Linked DNA regions of Sus scrofa: region 1 is linked to region 2. The links are chromatin contacts, called in public HiChIP or PLAC-seq maps. All regions are on one chromosome and are shown on one strand. Each heading gives the region's core, a stretch centred on a gene start, on an enhancer-like site or on the middle of the called end of the contact. The rest is flanking DNA. Distances are from core to core; before and after follow the strand shown. Region 1 overlaps NAPEPLD (N-acyl-phosphatidylethanolamine-hydrolyzing phospholipase D). Region 2 overlaps GSAP (gamma-secretase-activating protein).

The links. HiChIP or PLAC-seq counts read pairs in DNA pulled down with a chosen protein or histone mark.
Region 1: a contact with region 2 is called in an H3K27ac HiChIP or PLAC-seq map of alveolar macrophages. The contact joins two enhancer-like sites. A contact is called at or near these places in 2 of 47 Hi-C or Micro-C datasets (embryonic fibroblasts and retroperitoneal adipose tissue) and 1 of 2 datasets of contacts at active chromatin or transcription factors (alveolar macrophages).

What each region holds. Positions count from the first base shown.
Region 1 is chr9:103,255,105-103,262,639 of Sscrofa11.1, forward strand. The region is part of intron 1 of NAPEPLD (N-acyl-phosphatidylethanolamine-hydrolyzing phospholipase D); the gene reads right to left. Among named protein-coding and RNA genes, the nearest start is that of NAPEPLD, 50 kb to the right of the region's middle. Within about 2 kb of position 4,782, at least 4 of the 83 cell types and tissues checked have an H3K27ac peak or open chromatin away from gene starts, as enhancers often do. A contact at or near this core is called in alveolar macrophages, where this site is marked.
Region 2 is chr9:102,762,757-102,769,489 of Sscrofa11.1, forward strand. It overlaps GSAP (gamma-secretase-activating protein), which reads left to right. Exons shown (of 32, transcript XM_021102559.1): 21 at 1,035-1,163; 22 at 2,279-2,337; 23 at 3,017-3,048; 24 at 5,580-5,641. Among named protein-coding and RNA genes, the nearest start is that of GSAP, 71 kb to the left of the region's middle. Within about 2 kb of position 2,720, at least 28 of the 83 cell types and tissues checked have an H3K27ac peak or open chromatin away from gene starts, as enhancers often do. A contact at or near this core is called in alveolar macrophages, where this site is marked.

The DNA.
Region 1 (7,535 bases), core at 3,532-6,031, 490 kb after region 2:
AAGCATGTCCCTGTTTTCCATCTCCTACACAGGTAACCCTACTAACCTCTGACCTCTCCCAGCTCCCCTTCTGGGGGGGGTCAAAACAGACTATCAAGGAGGGGTCTGATTTCAAGTAAGACTGAAAAGGGGCAACATGGGACTCCTCCCTGGAGTATTTCCCAATCGACCCTCACTTCTGGCTGCATATCACATCCACCCATGGAGCTTTTTTAAACTAACCAGAGGCTCCTGAATGAAAATGTCTGCTGGGGAGCTCCCCAGGTAGTTTTAAAACCTCTGTGGGTGATTCTGATATGTAGGCAGGATTGAGAACTACCACTCTGAATCAGCCATCGGCACAAAGACAGCATTTAGGAAGGACCAAAGGGACTTTCTTCTGATACCCCCAAATTTACACCAGGGTGGCAGCTGCCAACAATCAAGCCTTCTCCTCCCGCTCTGCACCCTAAATGAGAAAGGTGGCCTTAACCCAGGATGGCCACACAGTACCAGGACTGGGAAGACTACATAGCTAAGGACAAAGTTTGATGGGTCTCAGGCTGGCACTCAGTCCTGAGTCACAAGTTCAACTCTATGCACTTAGGAAACCAACCCCTGCCCCACCACCAAAAAAAAAGAAAAAGAGGAAACACACTCAGGGATGGGTCACACTGTCTATAATAACCCATAGCAGCCTGTACACTATGAGCGCCCAATAAATATTTGTTAAACTCCTAATTACTCTTCCCTGGGATAGAGTTAATTTTCTGTGTAAGAATCTGCTGGGAATCCCACTATAAGCAAAGCGAAAGTAACCAAAGGACAACGAGACAAAATTCAAGGGCATTCTCGGGGTTCCCATCATGGCTCAGTGGTAATGAATCTTACTAGTATCCATGAGGATGTAGGTTCAATCCCTAGCCTCACTCAGTGGGTTAAGGATCCAGTGTTGCCATGAGCTGCTTCCAGTGTAGATAGAAGACGTGTCTTCGATCGGTGTTGCTGTGGCCGGCAGCTGCAACTCAGATTGGATTGGGAACTTCCATATGCCGCAGGTTCAGGCCTTTAAAGGGGAGGGCATTCTCAGAATTCCCCTTGTGGTGCAGCAGAAACGAATCCAAGTAAGTATCCATGAGGATGTAGGTTCAATCCCTGGCCTCACTCAGTGGGTTAAGGATCCAGTGTTGCCATGAGCTGTGGTGTAGGTCGCAGACACAGCTCGGATCTGGCGTTGCTCTGGCTGTGGCGTAGGCTGGAAGCTGTAGCTCCAATTAGACCCCTAGCCTGGGAACCTCTATATGCCACAGGTGAGGCCCTAAAAAGAAAGGGGGGGGGGGCGCATTCTCACCAAGTCTACTAATGTGGAGATAAAAAAATTAATTGAAAAATCTTAGGGAACACTTGAGTGATTGAATTCTATGACGGTGAAGTGGTAACGAAGCAGTAAAGACCAGAAGACACCTACCATAAAGTCCAGTCCCCATTTCTCCTCAGTAACAGAACTACACTGGGGTAGCTATACACTGGTTAATGACTACACTTGCCCGCCTTCCAGCTAGGGACTGCCATGTGGATAACACTTTGGCCAATGCGACAGAAGCAGAAGTCTTACTTGGCACTTCCAGTCTCCTCAAAGGAAAGGAAAGCATTCTTGATTCTTCCTGCATCCCGCTGCCTGGAGTCATCCTGAGCCATGAGTCTGAGGGCCACTTCCTAGGAATGGCATAGATAACCAGGACCTCAGACAGAAGCCATATACCAGGTCTGAACCTTCCAACTCTGGACAGCCCCCCAATCTAATCCTAACTGATACAATGACCATAATGTACAACTCAAGCTGCAGCATTATCAGCTCAAACAACAAAACCTGGAGGTGATGTTTGTGACAGGCCTGGCTCCCTTCCGATAAGGAAGTAGCACCCCAGTAAGCTCTCTTTCTCAGGATAAAGCAATGGCTTACCCAAGCAGACTCTTATCAGGGATGAAGCAAGTTTCAGACCCCCAGCGAAGCCCTACCACCTTTTCCCTTACCCTCTGGCTATAAAAACAAGCAGCCAACATCTACTGGGGGTTGGCTTTCCCTGACCATCGGAAGGCATCCTGCTGTACTAGCAGCATTTATTATCTCAATAAACTCATCTCTCTTCTTACCTCACTTGGAGTCTGGAAATTCTTTTTTCAACCCATGCTTGGACCATGACACACACCTTGCAAGCTTAGGGAAGCTATAAAATCACAAAAGGTAACTATCCAAAAATAGAGCTTTCCCAATCCAAAAGTGCACACAGAGAGCTGCACGCATGATTGCTATACTTATACTATTTATTGAGCACTTGTATGTGTCACTTTATTGTATATTATCTGACTTAATTCTCACAACATTCCCATGAGACAGATATTATCCTTGTGTTACAAGTGATGTACTGGAGGTTTACAGAGTTTAATAGTATGCCTAAAGACAAAAAGCTGGTAATAGTTGTACCTGGAAATCCAGCTCAAGTTGATTAGATCCCAAAGCCTATGCTCTTTCCATTAATCATAATGAATCTGCAAGGATAATTCCATAAATTTATCTTGAAGAGATACCTAGGTTCTAAAGTTAGTAGCGGAGTTCCCGTCGTGGCGCAGTGGTTAACGAATCCGACTAGGAACCATGAGGTTGCGGGTTCGGTCCCTGCCCTTGCTCAGTGGGTTAACGATCCGGCGTTGCCGTGAGCTGTGGTGTAGGTTGCAGACACGGCTCGGATCCTGTGTTGCTGTGGCTCTGGCGTAGGCCGGTGGCTACAGCTCCGATTCAGCCCCTAGCCTGGGAACCTCCATATGCCGCGGGAGCGGCCCAAGAAATAGCAACAACAACAACAACAACAACAAAAAGACAAAAGACGAAAGACCAAAAAAAAAATAAATAAAAAAAAAATAAAGTTAGTAGCACACAGTCAACAGCATGGTCTGACAAGGCTAGCCCTTCTTTTTTTTTTTTTGCATTTCTTGGGCCGCTCCCACGGCATATGAAGGTTCCCAGGTGAGGAGTCAAATCAGAGCTGTAGACACCAGCCTACACCAGAGCCACAGCAACGTGGGATCCGAGCCGTGTCTGCAACCTACAGCACAGCTCATGGCAACGCCGGATCCTTAACCCACTGAGCAAGACCAGGTACCAAACCTGCAACCTTATGGTTCCTAACCACTGAGCCACGACGGGAACTCCAAGGCTAGCCCTTCTTGCTTTCAACAATGTCTTTTATCCTTTCAAAGTAAAAAGCACTTAGTAGACACTCAATAAATACTAGTTCCCTTACAATTGCCTTTTTTTATTTTACATGGAGATTTCAAATGATGTAACTAATCTATTTAATTGCTTAACTGTTCTCACTTAAAGTTACTCAGAAAAGAACAAATAGTATTTCACACTTGCCCCAGCATTCACTTTCACCCAATTAAAAAAATGGGCTCCAAACAACACACATACACTTACACACCACAAACATTTCCTCCCCCTATAAAACGGAGACACAATGAGGAAAGAATGAGAAAGGAATGAACTTTCAAGCAAGAATTCTAAAGTACGGGCAATTCTCAACTTACGATGGTTCAATTTACGATTTTTCAACTTCACAATGGTGCAAAAGTGATAGGCATTCAGTAGAAATCCTACTCTGAATTATGAATTTTCATCTTTTCTCAGGCTAGTCATATGTGGGCTGAAAAATACTCCCTTGCCATGCTGGGCAGTGGCAGCAGGCCACAGCTCCCAGTGAGTGACTGGGATCACTGGCTATCCATCAAGATGGTAAACAACCCAAACACTTAGAACCATTCCCTTTTTTACTTTCACTACAGTATTCAATAAATTACATGAGAGAGTTAAGACTTAATTATAAGATAGGCTTTGTGTGAGATGATTTTGTCCAAGTGTGGGCTAACATAAGTATTCCGAGCACACTGAAGGTAGATCAAGCTTAGCTACAATGTTTGATAGGTTAACTGTATTAAACGCATTTTCAAATTATGATATTTTCAACTCACATCATGGCTATGAGGACATGACCCCATCCAAAATCAGGAAGATCTGTACCTCATCTCTGTGAAATGGTGTAAACGTCTAATTTAGATGTTTCAGCTTTGTGGTATCATGAGAGGATAAAAACTCTTGCACAAGTAGAAACAGGAAGTCTGTTAGGTTAAAAGAGTTTGGACTGGCCACAAACTCTCTAAGGTCCTTTCCAGCTTGAACGCTCCATGACTCAAATCATCTCTGTGTGACCCCTTTCTTTTACTGATAAAACAAGTCAGGTCAGAGAGTTACCTGACACTCCTAGGGTCCAGCTCTAGCTGGTGACGGAGCCTGGACTGTTGATTCACCATATTCTCACCTGAATTATTATGCTTGGAAACACTTAGAACCAAGAGAGTGTGTGGTCAGCATGGGAAGATAAATGACACATTTCACCCTATCAGGGGTTTTTCATTTAGTTTAGCTGATCAACAGATAAACTGGCCTCAAGTTTTAAAAAAAGCACTTTCAGCTCAGAAACTCTTTAAGCTATCATTAGTTACTTCAACCATACAATAGCACAATACTCTTAATATATATAGTAGTACTTCTCATCAACTCTCTGAACAAGCCAAAGAATTGAATATAGTAACTTGAAAATAAACATCTTTGTAGTTTGAAGGACCTTCAAAATACAAAAAATTACTTTCAAAACAAATTACTGCTATCTTCCAGTTGTCCTAGCATCAGGATCTTTTGCAAGCAAAACAGTTATCTACCCAGTTTAAGGATGGCCAGTAACAATGAGGAAGCTTGGCATTTCTTTATTCTGACAAATGCATTCTTCTGAGAGAGATTACAAAAGAGCACAGAAGTCTATAAGCATTTACTGTTGGATCAATATGTTACTGTCTCTTAATCTGGGAAGGCCCCCAAATTAAATAAACAGGAAAATCTACAGCCTCCAAGGGGAAAGAAGAATAGTTCTAGGTAGCAGGCACATACTGAGTTCATTTTCAATTACTTTCAAATTTATGCTGATCCATTCAAATGCCAGCCCTGTGCTCTGTCATAGCCAATAGTACTGACCATTCACAACCAACAGGTTTAGGGGCACAACCTAGGGCTGTGATGATGACCAAAGCTTGCTGATCCAAACCACTCTCATCTTCACAATTGATACCCTTTTCAAACAAGAAGCAGCAGTTTATATGCATATTCTGTCAAAGGGCAAGGCTGCTGTGCTTTCTTGGGCAAATGATTGAATCTCCCAGACTCTCAGTTTCCTATTTTCTTCATCTGTGGAAGTGGATTAATAATCTTACAAAGTGCATGTCCATAAAACCAAGCTAAAAATAAATATATAAAAGAGTACTTGAAAAAACTGTGTAAATTATAGTTATAATACATCATTTAACCAGGTAAGTTGATAAAAACTAACTGCCCCTGGGGATATGTGAGTTCATACATAGTATGTCACAAATACCTGTTAATAAAGTATTTAAAAATACACTAAGTGGTTACTAAATTTAAAAAACAAATCAAGCAAAGTATTTTAAGTATAGACAAGTAGAATTCTTCAGTATTCTACCAGCTAGAATGGTACAGGACTTGTACATTATGCTGGAAATCATATGGGTGATTTTTTTAATGCCAGTGTTATACATGCCCTTACAGGCCTTCAGGATAAAAGTGCTCGTTAACCATTAATTACAGGCACAGTTCACTTCCCCAATAATACTTCAATGAAAACATTGTCTTCCAGCTACAGCCATATTCTAATTTACAAAAAAAAAAAAAAAAAAAAAAAAAAAAGGGTAGAATGGAATGGAAAAACCCACAGCTATCTACCACTACAAAGAAAAAGCAGAATCAAACAACAACAAAATTAAAGGCAAACAGTACTTTTCCAAACACAGACAAAATGTTCTTAAAAATCCCAATTTCCCAAACTCACTAATAATCAAAGTAACATAATACCCTTTTTCAAATACATGAAGATGACTACCACCTAAACCACCAAAACCCAAACCCTATGATGGAATACTAATATTAAAATGTCCTTCACACAGTTGAAACTGGACTAATTAAAACTTAAAGTTTACAATATCAAATCTGCACAATTTGAAATCGTGAATGAAAAATAAGAGCATGAGAAATGGACCAAGCATTTTCCTCTCTTAGAGACGCAGGTATTCTTACAGCAGGAAAGTCTGAGGATATAACCAAATAAAATCTGAAAATTGTGACATTTTCAGTTTAATTTCAGTTTGAACTGGAGTCAATCTCTCTCAAGTTTTAAACAAGCCCTAAATTTCTTCTCTAATAGACCTAATATTTTCTTGCAATAAAATCAGACCACCGTGTGACATAGGTAATCTTTTCTTTTTAAAGAGTACATAACTTCTTTCTAAACGACATCGATGTCTGAGGATAAACCAAAACCAATCAAAGTTAAAACAGAAATGGAACGGCTAAATAACCATTGTCAACAAAGATGGAAATTAATTCTTAATTTCCAGAGAGCTGTATCTCAGGAATGATTTCTCTCAGTAAGTTAATCAGATACAGCAAACATGTCATTCCAATAAGCCAAAGTAAACCAGGTGAGTCATATTATAGATAGATCAACTGCAGTAAAGGCAAGGACAAGAAGAAAGTGACTTTTTAAAGGTTATCTTTTCTCATTCCCTTAATACCTTCCAGGTTCAACTGAGATGTGATGCATCTGATGAAGAGTATTTATCTCAACTACCAAGATTACAGCTAGTTCTATCCAAAAGCGGGGGGAACTATTTGAATAGCTGTCCTGAAAAGCCTGCAATAATACTCAATTTGAGAAACAAACTACCACCGGACAGAAAACTCAAGAAAGCACGGGCTTCCATCACCCCGCCGCACCTTCCTCCAATCTTTCGCTCATTCCGTGGTTAACTTTCAAGATCAAATGAGAAACCTGTTGGAACGGATTTTTACAAGATAAATACTATCGGTGAAGCAGAAATAAATTACTCTAAGGAAGTTGTTCACCCACTCGTTTACAATACAACCAAAAGATACACCCACATTTATTCCAATCAGTGAAGATGCAACCTAGAAATGTGCAGAGAAGACAGGACCCATAACAAAAGCCAAAGACGGCTCCCGAGTAGAGTAAAAAATCCTGTGGCTCCTTACCCAGGCAGCTTCAGAGATTCGGGCTCCCCACCTCGCGATGTGTGGAAATTCCAACGAATCCCTGCCACTCACAAGCGTAGCATCTCCAGGATGAGGCAGGGCTCGGGAGCAGGAATCGACCCACAGCCCGCTCTACTCCGCGAAGAGTCCAAGCAGCCCCAGGCCGGGGCGTGAGGCCACTCCACCCAAAGACCCAGGAGGAAGCGAGGCGCGCCGCGCTGGGGAACAGCTGGCGGGCGGGACCTGGAGAGGCGGGCGCGGGGGCGTGGGGGCGTGGGCTCACCTGGCGCAGGGGGAGGCCGGGAGCGCGCGCCGCCGCCGTGGCCGCTCCTCTGCTACCGGCCACAGCGCCCCGGCGCAGCGGGAGGGGCCGCGGCGGCCG
Region 2 (6,733 bases), core at 1,470-3,969:
TTTTTTTTTTTTTTTTAGGGCTGCACCTGAGGCATGGAGGTTGTCAGGCTAGGGGTAGAATAGGAGCTGTGGCTGCCGGTCTACACCACGGCCAGAGCCACACCACATCTGAGCTGTGTCTTCGACCTACACCACAGCTCACGGCAACACCAGACCCTTAACCCACTGAGCAAAGCCGGGGATGGAGTCCGCAACCTCATGGTTCCTAATCGGATTCGTTTCTGCTGCGCCACGACGGGACTCGGGCATTAGCTCCCTTTGATTTATGACCACACGTTGTACCCTTGAACCCAGTCAAATCTTTTATAAATGCATATATTTTGGCAAGAAAGTGTATATCATAAATCCATCTTCATTAATTTACAAAAACAATGTTTGAGTCAGGATATCCTTCGACATTAAAAAATGTATCACTCTTGCAATTTATTTAAAAATGACATAAGGATGTCTTTTTGCTTCAGGGTAGTACAGTTATATCAACACGTCAAAAGCCTAGATGGGATGGATGACTATCAATCCTGTCTTGGAGTATTTGACACCTTGAATGTGACAGCAGTTTACATTACCTTTCTGATTCCTGAGTTTTGAAAAAGATCCTTTGGAAGTCAATAAACTTAGCAGAAAGTAAATCTATTTTTCCATGTGCTGCAAATCTGGTGAGCATTCTCTCACTGACCAGGGCATTGTTGACACAACGTGGGTCTCTGGGGAAGAAATGACTCACTCTGTTCAGTGTAGCTTAGCCCTCACCCAGGGGAGTCCTGCTGGTTTGGGGACATGAGCAGCTTGCTCTCTGTGCAAAAGGGGCTCAAAAGGAAGGAGGGAGGCAAGACTCCTTGAGCCTCTCTATTTTAGAATTCCTCTTGGGACAAGGATGCCATCCACTGTAGGAAGTATTCACTCAGAAATGCTGCCTCACGAGAGCTGAGGCTGTGAGGTGAGCCCAGCTTGGCTGCAAGGCCTGCATGGCCCAAGCAGGTAGTTTGGGCCACAGGACCTGCTTCTCAAGCTCTTGGTGTGTTTGTCTCCCGCAGGTGCACAGCTTTAAGGGCTACTGGGAAAAACTGAATGCCAACCTGGAATATGTTAAGTACTCCAAGCCACACTTACACTATAACAACAGCATGGTCAGGAGAGAGTGGCTCAGCCTGATCTCGGAAGAGGTACGTGTGGGTTCCTGAGAGCAAAGCTAGAAGCAGAAACTTAGTGGATAAAGGTCAGATGATGCCCTGAGGTCACAAGGCTAGCTTTGTCCACAGCGCTCTCCCCAGCTGCCAGGCGCTGTTGATGGGTGCTGCTAACGTCCGGTAGGCTGACCAAGGTGCTTCTCTGATCTCTCTCCTCTTGAAGAGGAAACGCAATGCAAAGAGTTTAAGAGACACACATGGCATGTCCATAGAAAAAGCAGGACTGACCTGTTTTCTTGCATTACTCCATGATAAATTGATTTAAACAAATCCAAGTGTTCCCAAATTAGTGGCTGCTGGGCATGTGGGATGGTTGAAAAGCAGAAGAGTGACTGTGACCCCTGTAAAGGGTAGGCAAGGGGAGATCTTCGAGGTGATGGAGCTGTTGTGTGTCTTGATTGGGTGGTACCTCGTGGTATGTGAATTTATGCATGTGTTCAAAGTGTGGCAGAAGTACACACTCAATGTACCAGTGCCATGTTCCTGATTTTGGTGTTGCACTATAGTTATTTATATGAGATGTAAACACTGGGGTGGGGGAGGGTACGTGAACTCTCTAAGTAGCATTGTTGATATAGTTGTGGTGTTATTGTACATAATATATAGGTGACTTTTAACTCCTTGGAGATATGTAATGGTTTCAGAATAAAACTTTTTTTTTGGGGGGGGGGGGTTGTCTTTTTAGGGCTGCACCCATGGCATCTGGAGGTTCCCAGCCTAGGGGTCCAATGGGAGCTAACAGCTGCCGGCCTGCGCCACAGCCACAGCAATACCAGATCCATCCAAGCCACATCTGCAACCTACACTACAGCTCAAGGCAATGCAGGATCCTTAACCCACTGAGCAAGGCCAGGGATCGAATTCGAGTCCTCACGGATGCTAGTTGGGTTTGCTAACCTTTGAGCCACAACAGGAACTCCAAAAACTGATTTTTTTTTTTTACTAGTATTTTTAAAGAATCTAGGTGTTCTGATTACCTGGAAAGTATCTCTTTTTCTGAACTCTTAACTCTTACTGCATTATGACTCCGTGTGTAAAATGTCACCCACAAAATTTCAACTTCCACACCTCTGATGTGTCCTCATTTGTAGAAAACAAGAAAAAGAAGGTCGATGGTGTATGTGAGAAATATTCTTGATAATGCAATGAAGTAAGTAAAACGAGGGATTAGTTTAGCTGTAAGATAGCTATCTTTTACAGTTAACTCAGGAAAATAGTTTACTTGTGTTGTGTAACCTTAGCAAGATGATGCTGTCTGCTTAGGAATGCAGCCACCTGCACCCTAGTCTTGAGTTTGGAGCTGCAGTTTCTAGTGGGAAAAGTTTATGTGTTAAACTTTTTAGATTCACATCCTGGGGGTGGATGACTTAGTAGGAAAAAGTGGTAAAGAAAGCGTTTATTAACTGAGCATGTTAGGGGTGGGTACAAACAGTGGTTTGATTTTTAAAAAGTGTTAGTGGGCTGGTGAGCCTGCTCTTGTTTTGAAAGTGTATTTTCTGGGTAGATGAGTCATCTCGGAGTGCTTACAAGCATAGGCTCCGTTCCAATTCCTGTTCTATTTTCTGTTCCCATTATTTCCAATAACTGAGTGCCGCAATTGTTCTACGTTATTGTCATTGTTTGCACTAAAGACTTATGAGATTTTATAATTGCCTAATGTGGCTTTTGCCAAGTTGATTAAAGTTTTTGAGGTTTGCAACAGCCCGAAAACAGTTTCTGCAGTGGTTTTATGGGCTTTTAAAGGACATTGTCTCTGTATGGTATTGTGGCTTTTTTTTTCTTTTAAATAATGCTTCCTGTGTGAATAACATTGGCTAATTTCTTTGTAGGGTGATTTCTAACCTAGAAGCAAGGAGTGCGGGTAAGAAAAGACCTGTAATGAAGCCTTCTGGGTTTCATACCATATTTTGTTTGTAACATGGTTCTCCCTCCCACTGTGGGTTGGCAGGGAAATCACTTCCAATAGCACCCTTTCCTATCTTCCCATCAGAATGGTCACCCAGCTCCTTTCACGCCTCTCTTGGCATCAGGTCCTTTGGGGACAGCCGCTGAACGTGCCTTTGCCAGAGGAGTCTTTGACTGTTTGTTTTCTTTTCTTTTTAAAAATTTTTAAATTAAAGTATTTACCATGTTCCTTCCATTTCTGCTGTACAGCAAAGTGACCTTGTAATAATATGAAAAAATATATATATTCTTTTTTCATACTATCTTCCATCATTTTCTATCCCAAGAAATTGGACATACTTCCCTGTTCTGTACATAGAGTAGAACCTCATTGCTTATCCATTCTAAATGTAATAGTTTGCATCTACTAACTGCAAACTCCCTGGCCATCCCTCTGCACCCTGCCACGTCCTTGGCAAATACAAGTCCACTGTTGATTTTCCTTACATTTCCTCATAGAGCTGATCTAATTAACATGCCCTCTGCTGTACCTGAATAGTATACTTCCCTCGGCTTAAGGCTGCTTTCTCTCCAGCTGTCTGATGAGGGAAGGGTCTTTGACTTGCATGGTCCTTTCATTTGGGTTATTAGCTCACGGGGGTAGGAGGCTAGGTCATGGGGTGCGAAGACGAGGGGCCTCTAGACAAGCAGTGTGGTTATGAGGGAGGAGCATGGCTTCAAAGCAGACAGAACTGGGCTCCAGCTTGGCCACATGTTGACTCTGTACTCCCAGGCAAGCCATTTATTCATTTTGTGTGTTGTCCTTCCCAGGGCAAGGGTGGGAAGAAAATGAGAGGAAATGTTTGTAGGGCCCAGTCCCTGGCTTGGTGCTGGGATGCCCTAGGGGGCTGCTTTATCTTTAGCATGTGAGGAAGCAATGCTAACACACAGCTTCTAAACTAGAGGGCTGGCATTGTGCAGCTGCAGGCTGCAGGGGTGAGGGCTTGTGGGGAGTAGGGACAGTGGTTGGAAAAGGCTTCTCAGAGAGGGTGATGTGGAAGCCAAGTCTTGACAAACAAGGGGGACTCAGCTGAGGGAAACCAGGGGAAGAGGATGCTCAGCATATGCACACACAGGCTTTTCTGTGGTTTTGTCAGTGGAACTCTTTCACACCTCCTAAAGGTCAGCTTCTGTTAAAAAAAAAGAGCTGTTGTTTTTATACCCCACTTCCATGTTACAGCCTTGGCCACTGAGGTACATGCAGGGTGACCCCAGAGGAAATGATTTTGTACAGTGCATTGGCTCATATCCTGTAGCTGTGCGCATGGCCCTGTGAGCTGTGACTTCACTGAGCAGCCCCAGGGGACCAAGCCATTAGGCCTGAAGCCCCGGGTCTTCCACCAGCACCAGGCAGGAGCAGTAGGCCAGGCACACATGAACGTGTGGGATTCAGGCTCCCCCCTTGCACTGATGGGGGACTTGCAACATGGGAAGTGTGGCTGGTCTGGCCAGGGCTTCCGTGTGTCCTCTGTTCCTGTGTCCTGTCAGAGCTCCTTCTGCTCCTGAACTTTAGGCCCATTTGCATCCTATCACTAGTCATTCTCTCTTGTTGCACTTCAGGGAACTTGGCCCTTCCTCTCACGGGCTTTGCTTGTGCTAGTTCCCTAGAAAGAATGTCATCAGTGTCAGAAAACAGAACATTCTCTGTGTGATTCAGGGCTGCTGGGCTCTAGTTTTGTATTGTTTCATCTTAATCAGGCAGGTCGGGTAGGATCCAGACAGGATTTATCCCAAGGGGTGCAGAAGCAGTTCTGCCCTCTTGACCCGTGCTGGGGCTTGGGTTCTGGGAGAGGAAGATGGGCACGAAGGTTCTGTCAGGGAGGCCAGGGCAGATCTTCAAAGACACATGGTTTGCCCCTCCAGTCTCGCCTGTGCCGTACACATCATGGTGCAGAAAGCACCATCTGATGTAACCTTCCATGTCTCTTTTCCATCCCGATCTAGCTAGTTTTTCAATTACCTTGTGCCAGTTATCATTTGCCGCAGTAATTGACCGGTCCCCTCACCTCGGTAACTCAATCAACTATGACTGGGGTCAGAAAGAAGGGACTCAAGCAGCCCTTCCACCAAGTTCCTGTTCCTGGGTTAAGAGAGGGCCTGCGTCCTTCAGTCTCTGGTGACGCAGCAATGCTTAGAAGTGAGTTTTCACACTGAAGAGAAGTCAAAGCCAGGGAGTCTTGGAGTTGGGAATGTGTTCCTTGTTCTCTTTCTTTCCCAGCCCCCACCTCTCTGGCTCCCAGCCCCCACCTCTCTGGCTCACAGCTCTCACCTGAGTGCTAAGTTCCAGCCTGCAGGACTAGTTCACAGTGCATGGCAAGATTTCCATCCCATCAAGGAAGTGCTGTGTTTTCCCAGCGACTTAGAGAAGGGAACTCAGGCTGATGACTCATCCTTCCAGCCCATTTCCTGAAAACCACCCTGCTTGACTATTGCTCCGCTTCATTTCAGAGCCAAGGTTAACACCCCTCTTCCAAGAGGAAGACAACCACCAGCGGCTGCTTATGGGGCTGGTAAGTGCTCTGCAGGATGTTGAACAGTGGGCTCCAAGAAAAGGGAAAAGGGCAAGGTTGTACCTCTCATTCTGGTCTTATTTTTTACTCATTCCGTTAATGCATAGTTGTTGCCAGCCACTCACTTTAGGCCCTGTGTGTTCAGTGGTAAGGAATGCATATGTGATTTCTGCCCTCTTGGTATGGGTAGTTTTATGAGAGAGACACAAATTAGCCAGTCACCCCAATACATGTATAATTATAAAACATCATTAGGAAATGTATAGCATTGAGAGTGTTTAAAATAGGAAAGAGCAGTGTCTCTGTGACATTTGTATTTGGGTTTAAAATACCATGGAATAAAGTTTTCTTTTTCATGAGGTCCTACTCCTACGAAGGCCAAAGAGATAGAAATCAAAATAAATTAATTAAAGAGCAGAATTGGCAAATAAATCCAAATCTTAAAAAAACCAAAAAAATATCTGAAAAGCCTAATAAAATATTTTTATTACTCTACAGGCCTAGAAATGGAATAACCTATTACTTTAGATATGGCTAGTTTAAAAATATGAGAAAAATGTGTGTAAATCCATATGCATACACTTAAAAATTCTAGCCAAACAAAATTTCCTTGTCAAATAGAAATAACCAGTTAGGAAAAATAATGGAAAACAGTATTTTATTTCCATATGCTTAGTGCCTAAGTTTAATAAAATTACATCCCAAAAGCCAATGAAATTTCTCTGAGAATTGACCAGGTGACTCACTTTATAAAATTAAGAGGCTGGCATTACCAGATAGATATCTAAATAGGTTGTTGATCTATGGTAATTAGAACAATGTGGTGCTTATGCAAAGACAGACAGGAGACTGCAATTTCAATTTGAATATTTGGTGTGTAACAAATGAGGCATTTAAAAACCAATGTGGAAAGAAATATTTTTTAAACTAATCAATCAATGGTTGACTATTTGGAGAAGACAATTAAGTCAGATTCTTCCCATCCCAAATACCACCATGTTATACCATAAACCAACAGAAATATCAGATAGATTGAGTCTAATATAAAAAAATTTAGTTGTGTGAATTTGAATAGATTAGGTAAATTGTTAA